Linked DNA regions of Mus musculus: region 2 is linked to region 1. A link is a contact called in public Hi-C data. All regions are on one chromosome and are shown on one strand. Each heading gives the region's core, a stretch centred on a gene start, on an enhancer-like site or on the middle of the called end of the contact. The rest is flanking DNA. Distances are from core to core; before and after follow the strand shown.

The links. A called contact is a pair of places that touch in the nucleus more often than the background predicts.
Region 2: a Hi-C map of the N1E-115 cell line shows a contact between it and region 1, with 5 times the contacts expected there. The contact joins two enhancer-like sites. A contact is called at or near these places in 1 of 484 Hi-C or Micro-C datasets (the N1E-115 cell line) and 1 of 9 other capture datasets (embryonic stem cells).

The regions. Positions count from the first base shown.
Region 1 is chr4:84,275,443-84,281,949 of GRCm38.p6, reverse strand. Bnc2 (basonuclin 2) reads left to right here. Exons shown (of 7, transcript NM_001369083.1): 7 at 5,503-6,507. The coding sequence ends at 6,163. Among named protein-coding and RNA genes, the nearest start is that of Gm33597, 58 kb to the right of the region's middle. Within about 2 kb of position 3,634, at least 4 of the 459 cell types and tissues checked have an H3K27ac peak or open chromatin away from gene starts, as enhancers often do. A contact at or near this core is called in the N1E-115 cell line, where this site is marked.
Region 2 is chr4:84,756,641-84,763,130 of GRCm38.p6, reverse strand. No RefSeq gene overlaps it. Among named protein-coding and RNA genes, the nearest start is that of Gm12415, 18 kb to the right of the region's middle. Within about 2 kb of position 1,555, at least 3 of the 459 cell types and tissues checked have an H3K27ac peak or open chromatin away from gene starts, as enhancers often do. A contact at or near this core is called in the N1E-115 cell line, where this site is marked.

The DNA.
Region 1 (6,507 bases), core at 2,385-4,884:
TTAATTAATAAATAGTGATACACTTTGCAATGAATTCAATAGTCAGTATTGTAGCAGCTCAGCTGAGAAGCAACTGAGAAGTAGGGCCTGTAATCTTCTATTTCTGAGGATTTGAAGAGTGGGTATACATTTCTGTATGGAAATATTTTCCTAACCAATACTGCATTCACATCAGGCACATATACTTTCTTAGATTTGATAAAAATCCCTTTTACTGCCTTCTCCCCTTTCCTCATGCACATAGACAGCTGACACTTCATGTCCAGCAGTTCTGTACACGTGGATTCAACCAACCACAGACAAAGAATGTTAAATGCACCCAACAGCATCCAACACATAGAAACATTCTTTATTGTCACTATTTCCTATATGATGTAGTACAACTATTTGTATATCATTTATGTCACATGGGAATCATATGTAATGACTTAATATACCATGTAGGATTGTGTAGTACCCTTGGAAATACTGTCAGCAGTTTATATAAGGGACTTTTAAGAATCTGTGAATTTTGGTTGGGGGTTTATGCTGACCTAATCCTTCAATGATACCAAGGGATGACTGCTAACACACACACACACACACACACACACACACACACACACACACATCATCATCATCATCAATTCATCATTATCTCCTCCTCCTCCTGTAGACTATGATCATTTTAGACAGTATTGAGAATATTTGGCATACATTTGTGGTAGATTACAAAGTGGAGCAAGAAAGTAAATGCAAAATGTAATCAACAGTGAAGCCTTACTTCCATTTTAACCAAAGAATTGTGTAATAATAATTCACTAAACTCAGAATGGCAAAAAAATAATTTAAAAGTAAGTATTGGACATTTTATATAATATATTAGCTTGATTCATGAATTTGTGAAATCAGTTTCTGACCAGCTGTCTTAATTACTTTCTACTGCTGTGATAAAATACATGAAGGGTCAAAGACCCTTAATGAAACATGGTTTTATTTACTTTAGAGTTCAAGGAATAGTCAACTCTGGTAGGAAAGTCGGTATAGCAAAAACCTGAAGCAGCTGCTTGCATCATATCCAGTCAGGAAGCAGAGACAGTAGATGCCTATGTTCAGCTTATTGTCTCGTTTTTATGCAGTGTAGCCTAGGGAATGGCACCACCCAGTGCAGGTGAATCTTCCCACTTCAATTAACCTAATTAAGGTAATCCCCACACACATGCTCAGAGGCCCATCTCTCAGGTGAGCCTGGATCTCTCTAGATTTCAGGTTGACAAGTGAGAGTAACCATCACATGAAAATGAACAACTAGCAATAAAACCACCTGTTCTTCCCCTGTATTTCAAAACCAAACTCAAACTCTGTTTTTTTTGTTTCCATTTTTGCTTGTCAGACATTACATTAGTTCACGTCGAGCATTTGAGCGAGAGGGGGAAATGAGAGCACAGCCTAGAGTGCTTGTTTTCTTTCCCTGGCTCTGGGCATTTGCTGCATCTTCTGTGCTCTGTGATTGATTGTACCACTAAGGTTTCCTCCAAGAAACAGAAAGGTACACAGCATGACTCTTTAGTCCAGAAGCTTAGGTGTTAGCACCCTGCCCCAATCTAAAACCTTACTACATTTTGACTTTTCTGGGTGTAAGTTTTGGCAGATTTGATGTTGAAGGCAGAAACTCAGAGAACATTTGTAACTCTGTGTGTAGCCCAGGGTAGATGAGTATTTTGAGCCTACGTTCTGTGGTGTGCCTTGAACTTTACTAGAGTGTCCACTTTTGCTCTGTCACTATCGTCATTACACAAACACGGGAAAAATGCTTCTGTCTCATGACTCTCTTCTGCGCTGGGTTGGGGAAACCTCGTGCCAGACTTGTATGTCTTACTGATTGGATGCGACCTGTTTTTCAAGGCTTCCACTTGTTCTCCTGTTCTCTGATGGGCTGACTTACAACGTATCTGTATTTTTGAAAGTATGGGCTAAATCTTAGGCCAGTGTATGAAGCCCTTTGTACCCATGATTTTTTTAAATCTCATTCCTTTTTTTTTTTGTATGTGCGGATAATCTTCTTCATAGCTGTATCTATCACCTGCTTACTCAAGGCAGGCAGAGGCAGCTTCTTATATTCTTCATGCTCTTAGTCTAAATGTTGACAAAATTTAAGTCTTCTCTTAAGGTAAATGTTTGGAACACTGGATTCCTTTCTTTTCAAAACCAAGCATTATCCTTGGATAATGGATCCTTGTGCTGGGCTCTTCCTATTTGCAGCAAGCTGTGCCCTCCCTCCTGTCTTTGGGCTTCTTTTCTCTCAGCATCTGATTGTCAGTAGTGAGTTCTTTCTGTCTTCCTTCTTTTTACCTCTTCAGTTTTGCTGATCCAATTAAACTTGTAATATTCTTCAAATGGCTATTAACCCCGGGTCTTTGAATCTCACGAGGACGGTATTTTTTATGACAGTCAGTGGTTTGAACTGACCGATTAGAGGGTCTGACAATAGGTCTTTGTTAAAGCCAAGCGGTCCATTTGGTAGAGTGAGAACGCTAACCTGAGGAACAGGACCAGTTCCTGCTAGGAACCTTGGTCAGCCCACTTTCCTGCTCTTCTTCCAACCCCAGCAATAGCATGGCAAAGACTCCCAAGTCCAAGGCATGGGGCTAAACCAGCAGGCTTCCCCCAGCCCATTCTCCTCACCCCATCCATGTGTTTTGCATATGGCATTTGGGAAGATTATTAAACAAAAATGAAATAGATTAAGAAGTGAACATAAAAGAATCAATTCTCTTGAACTGTGGTTGCATAATGGAAATCGACTGCTGTGAATGAACCCATGCACTGAAGTTATGAACAGCAAAGTTAATGCACTGCCATGAGTTCATCTTTATTATTACATTACACCTGAATCAATTGATAAAGTAGCTTTTTTTTTGTAAGCGAGAGATGGCACTTAATTGAATAAAAGTCAATGTAATTATATTAGCAGAGGCCAACAGTACTGCTGACAGCGGAAAAGGGACACTGTTGCACCGAGTGCCAGAGCTGGTCTCCACATTTCTGCACATCGTTTGGTTGACAGATATTGAGGGCTGGTACATCATCTAATTAGATTACAGTCCTCTTGTGCTGCATGTGAGAAATGAAGAGAAAAATCTCTTCCTGGTAACATATCAGTGGAGATGTGTAAATTCACAAGTCATCTTATGGCAGAGGTGTCCCTCTGGGTGATCAGCATACCCTCTTGTCAATGTTAATTTATTCTTTCCTATTCAGTCTGTCTTGATGCAACTTTTGTGTGTCTGGCTGCTGTTTTCTCAGCAGCGAACCTAGGAAGTGCAGTGACTGCGGATGTGTGAGCAACAGCACAGAGGTCTAGACTGCAGTCAGATGTGTGCTTATGAAACTCGGAAAGGGTGGGTGTTAAAAGTAATGAGTGACGATAGGGTTTCATGAGCTGCTTACAGTTGGCAGACTGTTTTATCAATAGAGGAGCGATACACATTTTAACTATCTCCACGTTCCTTCTTGTTAAGCCCTGGTGGTATGTGTCTCCCCCGCATGACATTCTAAGAACTTCATGGTAGGCACTTTCTGCACTCTGCTTAGCAGTGTACACTTGAGTCACCTGACACCAGGGACAAGTGGCAGGGGGGTGTTAGGGGAAGAGAGGGTGAATGTCAGAACAGGACTGTGGTGACAACATCTGTTTATCTACATTCATACATCCGCACACTGCATGCATCTGTTTGGAACTCATTTATGGATGATGCTGATGCTGTAAATTCGGTTTTAGCTCATTTGATTTATGGTTTTTGGAATATTCAGGTGATCTGAAAATCAAGACAACATACAGATGATCACTTATGACAGAAAATAATTTTGAGATCAGACAATTTAAATCCCTATTTTATTGTTTAAGTTTTTTAAAACCGGATGCCTAGAATGTGAATTTGTTTTCTCTCTCTCTTTCTCCCTCTCTCTCTCTCTCTTTCTCTCTCTCTCTCTCTGTCTCTCATTCTTGCTTTCTTTTGTGATCGATTTAGCAAAAGATTAGAAAGCTGATCTTATTGTCACAAGGTAAGCTCAGCCTTCCCAAGTGCAGCGTGGAGAGGGCTGCCCCCCTCTGCCCCCTCCACCCAGAGTGCTGATTGTCTCATGTGGAAAGGTGGGACACCTCTCCCTCCTTTCTGGTCCTGGAGGCACATACCTCTCACACATCTCTAGGAAATGTTAGCTATACTTGGTGCCAATTGAAGTGGCTTTTCATTATAAGTAGGAGGTCTCATGAAGTTAATGCTGGCCGTTTAGGTCATTTCTACTATCACAATTAACTTCTCTAAGATGCCAGCTTCTGACGCTGGCAAGTTTTATTTCCTGTTTCTATATCACTTTATTTTTTGGAGGGTAGCTTTCAATTTAGGGACTTGGCAAATATCTGAGCATTTGCAGGTGGAGAGAGGTATATGCCCAAGGGCGCTTTAAAAGTCAACGGGGGATGTAAATACAAGGCAATGTTTTCAGATAAACAGTGACATGGACTTTTCAAGTGAGATCCCTATAGATGCTCTGGGAATGAATCTCACCCTTTTAAACACAAGCAAAGCTTTCGGTGAGGTTTTGCTTGTCAAAGCAAGGGTTCTATTTGTCAAATAAAGGGAATATATGTCATTGTGTTTGAATTTTTTTAATTTACTGTGCATTAATTTTATCCTTTTGGATTTTTTATGGGGGGAGGTAGGGGCCGGATATTTTAGAAAATAGCAGCTTATGCTTTAAAGAATTAAACCTTGAAATAGCATTATTTTATGAAGACAGTTCAATACTATAAAATGTAGTAACTTTTGAAAAAATAAATGTATTTTACTATTAGATTTGACTGGAATTCCAGATAGGTTCAAGAAAGGATCTCTTAACTATTTGAAGTCACTAATTTGCTAAGACTTTTTTTTTTAACTATAAACATGAAATACAGGAGAGTGAGGAGGAAAATTTTTTTTTAAAGTTAAACCTAAATTACGTACACCATTTACGTTTTGAAAATGCTCATCTTTTTACACAGTATTTGCTGCACCAGGAACAGTTTATTTGCTGTTCTTTTCCGATTTTAAGTACATTTAGACTGTTCCATTGAGACGAGGAGAGAATTTCCATTCTTTTACCCTGTTTCATGTTTATTCTCCTGCTCTTATTTAATGTATAAGCTGTCTGCTGCGAGGTCCTCTGTGGCTGACACACTAACAGGAACAGCCATTGAGAAAAGAGTGCCGGGGTTTGCCTTCATCCTGCGCTCTCTCTCGAAGAACTTATTCATAAAAATTACTACGTTAATGGAAAGTCCCCCTTTCGCTCCTCCCACCTGCACTCACTCCCAGATCCTGAGGATGGAGGGGAATGCTTGCTTTTCTGATGGTGTAATTAGGAATGAATGTGCTTATTTGGTGCTTAATGAAAGTTGAATCAATTTTAAAATGCCCTCCTTTTTCTCCCCCCTCCCCACTCCCTGTGCGCCTCCCCCCTCCCCTCTTGTTTTCCTAGACACAGTGCCAATATAAACCTGCATCGTAAACTGTTGACCAAAGAACTGGATGACATGAGCCTGGACTCATCGCAGCCCTCCCTTAGCAAGGACCTCCGGGATGAATTTTTGATGAAGATCTATGGTGCCCAGCACCCTCTGGGGCTCGATGGCAGGGAAGATGCCTCCTCTCCCGCAGGGACTGAAGACTCCCACCTGAATGGGTACGGGAGAGGCATGGCAGAGGACTACATGGTCCTTGACCTGAGTACCACCTCCAGCCTCCAGTCCAGCAGCAGTGTCCATTCCTCCAGAGAGTCCGATGCAGGCAGCGATGAGGGGATTCTTCTCGACGACATCGATGGCGCGAGTGACAGTGGGGAATCCACTCACAAGGCCGAGGCCCCCACCCTCCCCGGCAGCCTCGGGGCTGAAGTTTCAGGATCTCTTATGTTCAGCAGTTTGTCTGGGAGCAATGGTGGGATCATGTGCAACATTTGCCACAAAATGTACAGCAACAAGGGGACCCTGCGGGTCCACTACAAAACTGTGCATTTGCGAGAGATGCATAAGTGCAAAGTCCCCGGCTGTAACATGATGTTCTCCTCTGTGCGAAGCCGAAACAGGCACAGCCAGAACCCCAATCTTCACAAAAACATTCCCTTCACTTCAATAGATTAGTCCCAGAACGGACACTCCAAATGCCAGCTCTCACCAGATGGCCTACATGTTTGAACTGCCATAGCCAGTGTGTGCTTCCGCAGTGGGGCACATATGTGTGTGTACATATGTGTGCCTCTGTGTCTACACTTGTGCACACACATACTTTCTTTTCTTTAGATAAAAATGATAAATACTAGGTGCTTTTGAAATTTTTTTCTTTTTCCTTTATAGTTTTGGGAGAGGGTGGATCTTTTACTTGGGGTAAAAACAAGAGTGCCCTTTTCAGCACACACACACACACACACACACACACACAAACACAACATAACACACAAAGTGTGCAACTAACCCCAATTTTGATA
Region 2 (6,490 bases), core at 306-2,805, 480 kb before region 1:
ATTGAGAGAGTTGTTTGAATGCTTGTGAACAGGATAAATAACTGACCATTCAGGGGACCCGATAGATATACTTAAAGGGAAATCACACGAATTTATTTATATATAGCGAAAGAGCTAAATATGACAATGAAGACTCTTGTGAGAGCCTACACCTAATCCCAGAAGACCTCCACAAGGAACAGTTTTTGAAGCCCACTCTAAAGGGTGGAGAAAAACTCTAGGCAGGGGTGCAGCATTCTCACCCATCCTGAGCTAAGAAAAATGGAGTATTTCTAACCACAGAGACAGGGAGAGAGAGAGAGAGAGAGAGAGAGAGAGAGAGAGAGAGAGAGAGAGAGAGAGAGAGCAAAGCAATCAGAACAGAGTCAAGGAGAACCATGAGGTGTCCCATGGAGAAGGAAGGAGGTTCTAGGCATGGGGTCTCTAGAGCCTCAGGCTTCATGTCAGCTTCCTGGCATGACACTGGCTCACATGTGACTTTCCCTGAGACTGCATGTCTACAGACAACTTCCATTTTCAGCTCACATCTCTGTAGACCAAAAGTTCAGCATGGCTCATCTGGGGTGCCTCTCCCCAGGGACTCACAAGACCAGAGCCATGGTGACAGCTATAGGTCTGAGATTTCTGTCTTCTTGTTGTCTGCCAGCCGGATGCCCACATCCCCTCCTCTATGTCCTCACTTTGCCCTCACACAAGTCTCTCTCCAGCTTTAAGGCAGTCGTGGTATAAAGTCTTTTCTCCCACTCTGCATTTTCGAGATTGCTTTTGCAAACAACCAGAGGAAACACTGTTTGAAGGGCTTGTGTAATTACGTCTGTCCTACTTGGAAAATCTCCCTTTACATTTGCAAAGTTCCCATTACCACAAAATGGACTCCACGTTTTGTTTGTTTCATTTTTGTATGTTTTGTGTTTTTTTTTATTTTGATTTCAATTTTTTGTTTGTTTCTTTTTGAAGAAGAGAGAACATAAAGAAGTTGGTGGGGGGAGAGGATCCGGGATGAGTTGGGAGAGGGGAACATGATCATAATATACTGTGTAAAAAAATTTTTAATGAAATTTCTGTTCCATGTTTTCCAGTTTGCTTCTCTGTTACTGTGATAAGCACCACAACCAGAAACAAGTTGGGAGGAATGGGTTTATTTACGTTATACTTCCATGTCATAATCCATCATTCAAAGAAGTCAGGGAATGAACTCAAGCAGAAACAGACGCAGGGGCCATGGAAGAGAACTGCTTACTGGCCTGCTTTCAGCTATCTTTCTTATATCTCCCAGGACCATCTGCACAAGGGTGGCACTGCCCATAGTGGGCTGGGTCCTCCCACATCAATCATTAATCAAGAAAATGCCCCCACAGGCTTGCCTACCGGCAGTCTGATGGAGGCAATCCCTCAATTAAGGTTCTCTCTTCCCAGATAACTCTAGCCTGTGTCAAGTTGACAAAAAACTAAGCAGCACACTATGTGATATATCACAATCCTGGGAGCAACACTAGGGAGCAAAGGTCAGAAGCCATCTAAAAACCTGTCTAACACAGGAGTCTGGAGATAGACTGAGCTGCAAATGCTGACAGGACTATTAACTGTCTCAGGAGCTGGAGCATGTTAAACAGATGTCCTCATCACTAAGAGGACAATGACAGAAGTGCTCAGGTCATGACTGCTGCCTTTCCTGAAATAATGTCTGCAGAGTGCCCGGTAGATCACGGATCACGTCAGAGCGTAACAAACGTTAACTATTGTGTTGAGAAAAAAAAATGGGGCTATTTTCTATAAACAAAGAAATGATTTTGTGTGGGCTTTGTATTCAATTTAGAGATGGAATGTAGCTATTGGAAGGATAATAAGGGTCATGGGTACATGAGTACCTTTTAAACCCTACCAGCAATGTCTCCTTACGTGTGTTACAGCTCTGTGGCTGTCCCTTAGTAAGTGTGCTCACATTTTACTCTGAGATAGGAAGATTTTCTAGTAGACATATATCTGTGCAAAACGAGAAACTGTAAGCGCAATAATCAGAGGAGGGTCCCATCTGCTCTCCCGGGTTCCAGTCTGCCTGCCACCCCTACTTCTTAGATGTTCAAACATCTTTTGGCAAGTGTGTCTATGCCACGATTTCCTTATCAGACAATAAATACAATAGTGGACCTGTAGGAATTAGTGTGAGGATTTCAAAAGCAGTAACTGTAACGTGATTAACTGTAAAGTGCTTGAAACAGGTACCTGGCTCATAGCTTGCACTCAATCAATGTCAGCTGTTATTATATAGAAAGCGAAACAGGCCTAACCTCAGATATTAATGTCAGGCCCTCCTCTGCACATGGTTTTCACAGACATGATCACGGTCTTCTGAGAGTTCTAGATTTGCCGGCTTCCGACGTAGCACTAATGAGGTCTTGCCTAGATAGAGTCTGCAATTTCTGCAGTGAATCCAGTTTATCAAGCGTATTTCATCTGTTTGATGGAAGCACAAACTGAATTAGGGAACTGATGCTGATCTATATTTTTAAAGTTGAAGGTGGTAGGCTTTGGTTATAGGTATTATATTCTTTCTCTTCCTCAGATCTCCAGGAAAAGGCTTTGCAAAAACTGCTAATCCTTTAACTACTTAATCGCAGTTGGCTCCCCTCGTACAGAGCACTGCAAAGTTCACAAGCACATTTCCAGGATTCTTTCTGGATTCATCCACTCACTGTGGCAGAGAAGGAAATGACATTCAAAGGGAGGAGTGTCCTGGGTCATAATGAACCCTTTTCCTACCCCTGATAGAGGCTTCTGACAAAGCCCAGAGGACACATAAGGGGTAAGGAAAGAAAAGAAAGAAGCAGACTACAGGAAGGTTGTCAGCTAAAAAGCATTTCTCATCCCAAATCTCAAAGCCAGTCCATGAAGGAGATCAAGTAGAAATAATGCCACGGAGGCACAAAGCTGAGACCGGGAAAATGTATGAACTGGAACGGTGTGGGAAAGTCTGACCAAATAGACTAGAGAAGCAAGATAGACTCCACAGAGAAAGGTAGTGGGAAGACTTAAGACCAGTGATCCCTCCGCACAGAGGCTGAGAGAAGACTCAGAAAGCCCAGATATCTTTCAAACATATCAATTAGTTAGACTGACTCAAGGGCCTGGTGCTGGAGAGAGTTACCTGAGAGCCAGACCATAGAGAGAAGGACGTTGCAGATACCAGTCAGCTGCATCTTTTATTCGCATAGAAAGGACCACAAGTCACTGAAGGGATCTGGCAGAATGAAAAAACATCAAGAGACCAGTACAAGTGGCCCCATAGAAGTCAGTTAATAGGAAATGAGGAATTACTGGGATTAGTGTCCTCTGCCATCTGTATGAAAAGAGACTGCTATTTTTAAAAAGCCAGATAAAAGGTTTAAAAGTACCGAAAAGACCAACGAGTAGAGGAGACATATCTGACATCTCAACAGATTGGCAAAGAAGAGGATAGCACTGGTTTAGGGACTAGTAGAAACGTAAGGAGGCACCAGTAGGCGTGTCAGGGGAGCAGCAGGGGTGCGTGCCAGGGGAGCAGGGGCATCCGAGCCATGAAACATGCCCCTGAAGAGGAAAATAAAACAGGAGGGAAGAAATAGTCCAAATCAAAACAAGAGTTAAAGGTCAATTCCATGTCCTGAAAAAGAAGTAGAGACTTCTGACTGACAAGATTGGACTGTCACCAGTGAGACATAGCATCCTGTCTGAAGATGCTGGCAGTCTGTGCACAGAGAGAAAAGCAGAGGGGCTGTCACCTGAAAACGTAAGGAGCTCCCTAAAAGAATAGCTTTTGTTTGAAAATAAAACCCAAAATCCCCCATGATTCTAAAGCCCTCATAAGTTAAACATGAGAGGTAACTTTAAGGAAGCCAAACGTTTGTTTGGAAGCATTCTTTACTAACATTAACCAGGTTCCTTTACTTCTTCTTATTAAATTCCAATACATGTAAAATTGCTTTTGAAGTTGACTGTTGGCTAAGGAATCGTTAGAGCTTGGGATGCCATAGTCTCAGTGGGAGCATCCCGAGTTAAAGAATGGACCAGTAGAGCAGAGAAGGGGAGGGCATACGTGAAAGTAATCTGCCTCTGTGGTGATTTGAGGGCAGCATGTGAGGCTCTGGGTATCCCCCTGGACTACCTCTACAGTGAGTGAAGCTCACTATGGGTTATAAATTCCATGATGTTAAACATGGGCAATTCTAAGTGTTTGCCTTTTGAAATATAAACATTGTACTATAGTCCTGGCAGGATTAATGCATTAAATCCCTCACACCTTAGCTGGATGCTTGTCCTCAGCAATAGAAACCTGTCCTCAAATTCCACTCAACATCATAGTCACCATGGGAACTTAAAAAATACATATACACTCACAAGGCCCCCGGTAGACATATAAAAGAGGAAGTAACATTATAGTGAATCAGGAGAGTGTTGGAGCGGAGAGCTTTGGGTAAAGTTATTCCTCTACCTCTAGTGACATTAACTACCCTAAGTTTCTTGTACTTTGGTTCCCTATAAAACTAGCAGAGTGGTACCAGTTCTGCAGAAATCTGGAGGATTTCATGAGATGGGGGACTATATGATGCCTGGCATTCACTAGTTGCTCAAGGAGCAATAACGTCCCTCCTAATTTTATTTAGAGAAGCATCAGAAAACTCTCCGAGCATCTACTCTTCATGCCATCTTCTGTGTAAAATTACTCTTAAATACCGAGCCAAGATTCTCAGACTGCATCAGCAATCATCAATCTTCTTGCTAGCCACTCCTTCAATGACATTAACTGCTAATCCTTACTCTTCTAAAAGCTGTGGCTGCTTGAAGTGGTAAGTGTCTTTGTTCCAATGTGTCATGGTTACAGGAGGACTCAACCCCAGGCTCACAAGGGCTGCTCCTTTTGAAGTTCATCCAGAGAAAGAAAAACCACACCCAAAGAAGAGTGCTCCAATTTAGTCATGCCCTGAGGATAAATAAGCCAAATCTGGGGTAAGGCACAGTGGGAACAAGAAATTCAAAAAACCAGTGAATGAAAACATATTAAACCACATCCACTCCCATCTTGCAGAACCAGCCATTGAGATTTTTTAAAAATTATTTTCTAGAAAAGTAGTACGGCCAGATAAGAGGAGCTGAATGAAATACTCCTGAACAAGGGCCTTACATATGGGGTGAGCATCCTCCAGATACATTCAAGCTACAATCCTGTCTTCCTCACTCGTTATTGCTGTTCTGATGTTCCACTGTCTTCATGGGGTTTAACTCTCTGCTCTGGAATAAGTAGTTGATGTTACAGTCTGTGAACATTATTGTTCTAAACAGCTCTAATCTACTAACAAGGCTCCTCTTTTTAGAGAGCTTTCTATATTAGCAATAAGCAGTCAGTGGGTAGAGTTCAGCGGCCTTTTCCGCAGTACGAAGGTTCGTCTGCTTTTCCAAGGAGCCGTGCTTTGGAATAACAGCATATTTCCCCCAGAGAAGTATCTTCCAGTCCTCCCTGGGAATGAGCGTATAGCACGGCAATACAGTGCATGCTTAACTTGCCCAGCTTGCCTACTAAGAGGAAAGCATTAGCATATATACATGGACCCTCTGGTGGTTCAGGCTTTTACATAGTCCCAGCTACTCAGAAGGCTGAGGCAGGAAGCTCACAATTTCAAGGGCAGCCCGGGTTATAAAGTGAGTTCAAGGGCAGTTTGGACAGGTCAGTGAGATCCTGCTTCAAAATGAAAAGTAAAATTGAGCCCTGAGAGTGTGACTCACCGAGTGAATGCTGACTCGGCATGAGTGGTGGTCTGGGTTCAACGGCCAGCTCTATAAAGCAAAACTCTTGAAGTAAATAAGAATTTCCAAAACCTGACCCCAGTGCACGTACCATTTTACTAGAGAACAATGTAAAAAATTGTGTTCACTTTAATATATTCTTTAAATTCCATAATTACAACAACTCAGAAATATATTTTGTAGCATTCTGTAAGGGCTTTCTACAACCTCTGGAATAACAACATTAGCCAGAAAATTCCAAGGCGCTTGTGGAGGGGGAGCTGTCACTGTTAAGCTAGAACCTGGGTCAAGTGGACAGGGTCAGGGAGAGTCTTCTAACGGAGGGAAGAATCTGGGGCACTGCTAGGGACAGACACTGTGACCTGTGCCAAGGAGCTTGTGGGTGGAGGAGCAGAGCCTTCGCAGTGAAGAGTAGTGGAGTCCCGTGAGGGAGCTCAGTATAGTCAACACAGGTGACATAGATAAATGAACAGGAGCTGGCTACAATTTAAAAAGACCACAGAAAGCCCAGAAGCCAATGTTGTTCAGGTTTTGTTTTGGTTTTCATCCTTTCTTTTTTGGATCTGTTAGTTCTTTATTGACCTCTGGACAATATTATTTTCTATTTTTTTTAATGTTCCATAAAATCCTTCTATTGATTTCTGTTTGTGTTCATCTGCTATCCTCAGTCTGCCGACCTTGGTCATTTTGGGGTATGTGAACTACTTTAGCA